Regions from separate parts of the Anser cygnoides genome. Here region 1 is linked to region 2. The links are chromatin contacts, called in public Hi-C maps. All regions are on one chromosome and are shown on one strand. The core of a region is the stretch at or near the end of the contact, and the rest is flanking DNA. Distances in the headings are between cores, read along the strand shown. Region 1 holds the start of SEC11A (SEC11 homolog A, signal peptidase complex subunit). Region 2 holds the start of LOC106047460 (sodium/nucleoside cotransporter 1-like).

Evidence for each region. Hi-C and Micro-C count contacts between places; a contact is called where the count stands out from the background.
Region 1: a Hi-C map of liver shows a contact between it and region 2, with 8 times the contacts expected there. The contact joins the promoter of SEC11A here to the promoter of LOC106047460 in region 2. A contact is called at or near these places in 2 of 7 Hi-C or Micro-C datasets (both in liver).

The regions. Positions count from the first base shown.
Region 1 is chr11:11,285,585-11,288,610 of Taihu_goose_T2T_genome, reverse strand. It overlaps SEC11A (SEC11 homolog A, signal peptidase complex subunit), which reads right to left and starts at 1,569. Exons shown (of 6, transcript XM_048081456.2): 1 at 1,410-1,569; 2 at 1,208-1,317. The coding sequence starts at 1,460. ZNF592 (zinc finger protein 592) reads right to left here. Exons shown (of 10, transcript XM_067003516.1): 10 at 1,680-3,026.
Region 2 is chr11:11,148,733-11,151,467 of Taihu_goose_T2T_genome, reverse strand. LOC106047460 (sodium/nucleoside cotransporter 1-like) reads right to left here and starts at 1,335. Exons shown (of 18, transcript XM_067003915.1): 1 at 783-1,335. It overlaps TRNAH-GUG (transfer RNA histidin (anticodon GUG)), which reads right to left and starts at 2,017; the gene lies at 1,946-2,017. It overlaps TRNAH-GUG (transfer RNA histidin (anticodon GUG)), which reads left to right and starts at 1,396; the gene lies at 1,396-1,467.

The DNA of each region.
Region 1 (3,026 bases), core at 320-2,819, 140 kb before region 2:
GAGTTTATTTCCTGGCATCTCAAAGATTTCAACCTCTTTTTACATTAATCCAGACTCGTCACATACTTCAACTATTCATGTAGCAGCAACAAGAGAGACAGGCAGGAGGTAACTGCACTGCGATGTCCTGCTGCTACAGCCTGTACCGGGGGACTGCCAGCCATTAGCCTCGCTGAGAAGGCGAGCTCCGCCACAAACTCCGCTTTCATACAGCGGTGATGCCCCAAGCAGCAGCTCTGTCACTGGTGCCAGGCCCCCTGCTCCAAGGCCTTCCTTCCCCACATCTGCCTTCACCCATGCTGCCGAGTGTTTTTCCCCAAGATTCGGCAGAAGCGGCTGGGTGGAGCTCCTGACGTATTTCTTTGAAGTCCTCCAGTTTCTTCTGTGTCCCCTTCCTCAGGATTACCCCCGTAACACACGTTTGCCAGCTGACAGAAGCAGAAAAGTAAGATGTTATTCTTACATCAGGCAACACATTCTGCCTACCTACTCCACAGAACGGCTGAGGTTGGAAGGGACTTCTGGAGGCCATCTGGTCCAAACCCTGCTCAAGCAGGGACACCAAGAGCAGGTCGCCCAGGTCCATGTCCAGGTGGGTTTGAAGATCCAAGGAAAGAGACTCCACAGTCTCTCTGGGCAACTGTGCCAGCGCTCAGTGACTCACACAGCACAGGAGTGCTTCCTGACATTGAAAGGTCCTGACACTGGGCACCACCGAGGAGATCCTGACACCAACCTCTCTGCAGCCTCCCTTGTATTACTTCTTCTTCCCTCTTAGAGAGGCTCTTGCGCAGCCAGGGCCCGGCAGCTGGGCTGCAGGCAGGGTCTGCTGCTGCCCTGTGTCTCTAGATAATGTCCTCCAGCGGGGCTGGAGAGCCTGGAGCACCACCACCACGACCATGACCACAACCACGACCACCCTGAGCAGGACCATGACTGTGCCCATGGCCATGGCCATGACCACCACCACGACCACGACCGTGCCCGTGCCCACGACCACAACCATGAACGACCGTGACTGTGACCACCGTCATGCCCGTGCCCACCACCACGACTGTGCCCATGACCACAACCACGAATGACCGTGGCTACCTCCGTGGCCACGACCATCACCCCCACCATGACCACGACCATGACCATGACCGTGACCACCACCACGCCGACCCCCCCGCCCAGGCCGCCGCCCGCGGCAGGCCCGCGGCTGTACCTGAGCACCACCACGATGGGGCTCTCGCTGCCCGTCACCACCATCAGCCCCTTCCAGATCATGAGCGCGGACGAGACGATCATGCCGAAGTTCAGCACCTGGTAGTAGAGCTGGGGGGGAGGGAGGGGGAAGGCAACAAGGGGCGGCGCGGTCAGCCCGGGCCCTGCCGGCGCCCCCCGCCCGGCCCCGCCGCGCCCCGCACCTGCCGCCGGTTCATGCGCCGCACATCGTCCAGAAAGTCCAGCGACAGCATCGCCGCACCACGCCGGGCCCCGCGCCTCTTCCGCTTCCCCCCGCTTCCCCCCGCCGCTTCCGATCCCGCCCCGCCGCGGGGAGGAGACAGGGGCGGCCCCGGGGCCCCACCGGAGGAGGCGGGGACGGGGCAGGAGGCGGCCGCCGCCCGCCCCTCGGCTCCCTTCGTCGCCCCCGGCGCCCCCCCGCCGCCACCAAGCAAGCACGGAGCGCGGGCGGGCACTGTTGGATGCTTTTATTTGAAATACTTTGAAGTAAACATCGTAGCAAGGCACAAACGCCGCTGCGGATTAAATAGATTATGTGATGGCTTGGGAGTGCCCCCCGCTATCGTTACTCTACGTAGGCTACCTCGTAAAACATTCCCTAGGCTAATGTACACAGTATCAAAAAATACAAAGAGTCCAAACTGTTCGTATCAAAACACATTGAGACAAGAAAGTGAGCAATTCGAATGCAATAAGATAAATAGTTCTTAAATTATTTAAACATTGTCATAGTAAACAATAACGAGCAGGATTCTGGCTCAACATAAAAAATGGTACAGGAGATAACTATATTACACGAAGCATGTGTGTGCCGGGGGGACGAGCGAGGGAACAGCAGGGGCAAAGTCAATATGACCACGGGGAAATAAACGCCTCCGAAGAAATGGATGACACCGAGCTGGGGGGAGAAGCGCTACGGAAGGGGCGTGAGCCCAAGGGTGAGGTGGCAGCGGGGGCAGCCCGGCTCTGCCAGCACCTCTCCGGGGACCTCTCCCCACTGAACCCCGCCAGGACGCGGGCACCTCAGCCACCCAGAGACACCGCGGTCACGGGCAGCCCTGGGGGGGGGAGATTTTCTGCTCTGGGGACCACAACACCCCGTCCCCATTGCACCTCCCAGGCGCAGAGGCAAAGTGCCATACCCACCCACTCTCGCACAGGATGACAGCGACTGCGAAACTCTCCTTCAGGGCGAGTAAGATTTGTGACATTTCATTAAATTACCTTTCAGAAAATAAGATTGTTATTAGGGCAGTAAAATAAACGGAAGCTGGAGTACAGCTTGAGCCTGTCCTGCGGAACACAGACGATCTCAGATGGGCCAGTGCGGTCCTGACGAGTGTGTTCTGCTGAGACAGCATTATGAATTAAAATGAGTAAAAAAAGGCAGGATGGGAAGAGAAAAATAAGTCATAAATAGGAGAAGAAAGAAAGCGAGACAGGGAAGGCAAGGCAGGGGCTCTGGGCAGAGGCTGAGGCAGTGCACGCTCAAAGGAGGAGAGCTCATCTTTAGGAAACTGCAACTGCAGAAAGTGCTCCTTGATCCTCAGGAGCTGGACAAGCTCCAGCGAGGATTCTCGCCCTGCTTTCCCTTTTCACCTCTCTGATCTGGCAGAGAGTTAGTGCTTAGGATGAAATGGCAGGGTTTTTTCTTTTTTAAATTTCCCTTACAAATGGAAGTTAACGGAAAGCAATGTCCATCCCGAGAAATCAACAGAATATTTCAATGATTTGCCCCATCCCCACCCAGTATTTTAAGTAAAAACCCCCGAACAAAAAACCCCAACAGACCAAAAGGG
Region 2 (2,735 bases), core at 86-2,585:
CCTGATGGTAACTAGTACAGCACAGGAGTGATGGGTAGGAGTAAACTGTGATTTGCATGGGGACTAGTCCTAAAGGAGGATTGTACTGGGAGAACTGGTCCAGCAAAGCTAGAAGAACCAGTGTTCCCACCAGTGCAGGGCTCCTTGCAGCATCTCGTTTGGGCACCCTCCCGCTATCTCTACCTGGAGAAGAACAGGGGAAGTGCAGAGAGCAGAGAAGTCACAGAGAAGGCAGCGGGTGACTGCAGGAGCACCTTTGCGTGAGGACAGAGGGAATGGCGAGGAGTCCTTGCTCTGGAGGTGTGTGTGTCAGGACGGCAAGGACAAGGCGGAGAGGCCAGGCTCACATCTCGCTTCCCACGGCGCAAGAATCGGGCTCCATCAAGGACAGCAGGCCCTCTCCAGCCCAGGGACCCCCCCAGCACCTCCCAGTCCCAGGGTCTGGGGACCCCCTTGGGGCTTCCCCAGTGCTCCCAGCTCCCCCCAGAGCTGCAGGCACTTGTACCCTGAGGCGGGGGGGTTCCAGTGCCCACTCCCCTCCCCCAATGGCTCTGCTGCCTTTTATTTTGCCAAGGCCTCCTTGGCCGCCCTCCTCCCTGGGAGTGGTGCCGGGTGGGCAGGCAGACAATCAACACCCCCCTCCCATGCCCCCTGTGCCCCCTGTGTGGGGACATGGTGCCCCCCGTGGTCCCCGCCCGGCCGTGGGACAGCACAGCCACGCGTAGGGCCCTCGTCCATGTCCCCCACCCCAGTCCCCGTGCCCACCGGGCCCCAGCGCTCACCCGCCAGCCCCGCAGCTCCGGCCTGGTGCCGTGCGGTTACGGATTAACAGCTCAGTCCAAAGAGCTGGGTCAGCCCATAGCGATAGCTCGGCTCCTCCCGGGCTCACGCCCTGGCACCCGGCCCTGGCTGCACCCGTCAGCCGCGAGGGTGCTCGGAGGAGCGCGGCGGGGCAGCCACGGCAGCACCCTGCGGCCAAACCCCTGCGGTGCTCCCGTCCCAGCAGGGAGCTTTGCAGGAAGCGAGCTGGAAGAAGAAACGCCGGGAAAAAATTCTAAAAGGGTGCTAGGCAGAGGGATGCGGCGGCGCGAAGTCGCGTTAGGCGGAGGGACGCAGGGTGGACAGCCAAAGCCTGGCTTGGAAACAGCTTTTCAAGGCACGACGTTGCAGGGTGCGCCCCCGCGGGCACGCACGGCGCCGGCATGGCCCCGCTGCGCCGAGTGCCCGCTGCCGTGGTCAGCCCCGAGCGGCAGCGGCGGGGGTTTTGCACCTCCCGGGCACGGGCCGCAGGGAGCCGGGCCCCCAGGCGCTGCCCGCAGGGGGCCCCCCCGGCCCCGCCCCCCCCGCGCTTAACAGCGCGCCCGGCGAGCTCGGCGCCCAGAGCCCCGGTAGCGCGCCGTGATCGTATAGTGGTTAGTACTCTGCGTTGTGGCCGCAGCAACCTCGGTTCGAATCCGAGTCACGGCATCGCCCCGGCGGTACCACGGCACACGGGCTCCGAAATTTTCTTTTTCTTTTTTTTTCTTTTTTCTCATTCCTCTGCTTTCAACATGCGCCAGCGCGCCCCTAATCGCATCGCCCCCGTCGCGCCTTGCACGCCCGTCCCGCGCGGTTCACGCGATTTTCGCTATGGGGAGACCCGCGGCGGTGGCGCGGCCTCGGGGGCCGGCGGGGGGCCTGGCTCCGGTCCCCGGCCGTGCCCGGCAGCTGCGGCAGGGCCCCCGGGCGCCTTCCCCGGCCTCGGCCCGGCCCCGCAGCCCCCGGCGAGGCGGCGGAGGGAGCCGGCGGGGGTAGCGGTGGCGGCGGGGGGAACGAGCGAAAATCGTGCAAAAAGCGGGGCGAAAGTGTGAAAGGCGAACGCGCAGGGCGCGCTGGAACGTGTGGGGAAGTGAGCGGAATGAGGGGAAAAAAAGAGAGCCCGTGTGCCGTGGTACCGCCGGGGCGATGCCGTGACTCGGATTCGAACCGAGGTTGCTGCGGCCACAACGCAGAGTACTAACCACTATACGATCACGGCGCGCTACCGGGGCTCTGGGCGCCGAGCTCGCCGGGCGCGCTGTTAAGCGCAGGGGGCGCTGAGCTCACGGCGGGGCGGGCCGAGAGGCGTTGCCATGGCGACGCGGAGGGGGGAAGGGGGCGGCCCCTTCCTCCGCTGGGCCGTGTGCGCCTGCGCGCCCCGCGCGGCCGTGCCCTCAGCGCCGTGTGGGCTGGTGGCGGTCCTGGGGTCTGTCACAGCGTTGTCACGTTCATAACAACCATCTAGTTCTGGTTGGATTTGATAAAACCAAGGCTCACAACAAAGGAGCTCTGCGTCAGAGGAGGCGCTCCTCTCGCTCCGTGCCTGCACACCAAAAGAGCTCGGAGGTGTGAAGGGAGATGGAACGGGCCTTTTCCGGCCCCCCTTTGCCCACGTCCATCTCCTTCTTTCCTCAGCCTCTGCTGTTAACGTGCCCCAGGCCCTGGTGTATGTGCTGGTCCCTCAGTGGCGGTGGGAACCGCTGCGCCTCCACAACACCAAACCCGGGAGCTGGTGGATGAGGGGCTCTCTGGTGGTATCTCTGAATGCCCCGCGTGTCTGGGTGGCTTTTGGCCGCCTCCTGCCCCAGCGCTGCCTTTCACCTTCCCTTGTCTGCACCCAAAGGGTCCCGGTCCACCCCTCCCACAGGGCTACAGGGGTGCTCCTGCTCATCCGTGGCCAACCTTGTCGCCATCTGTGTCCTCGTGCTGGGCCTGGA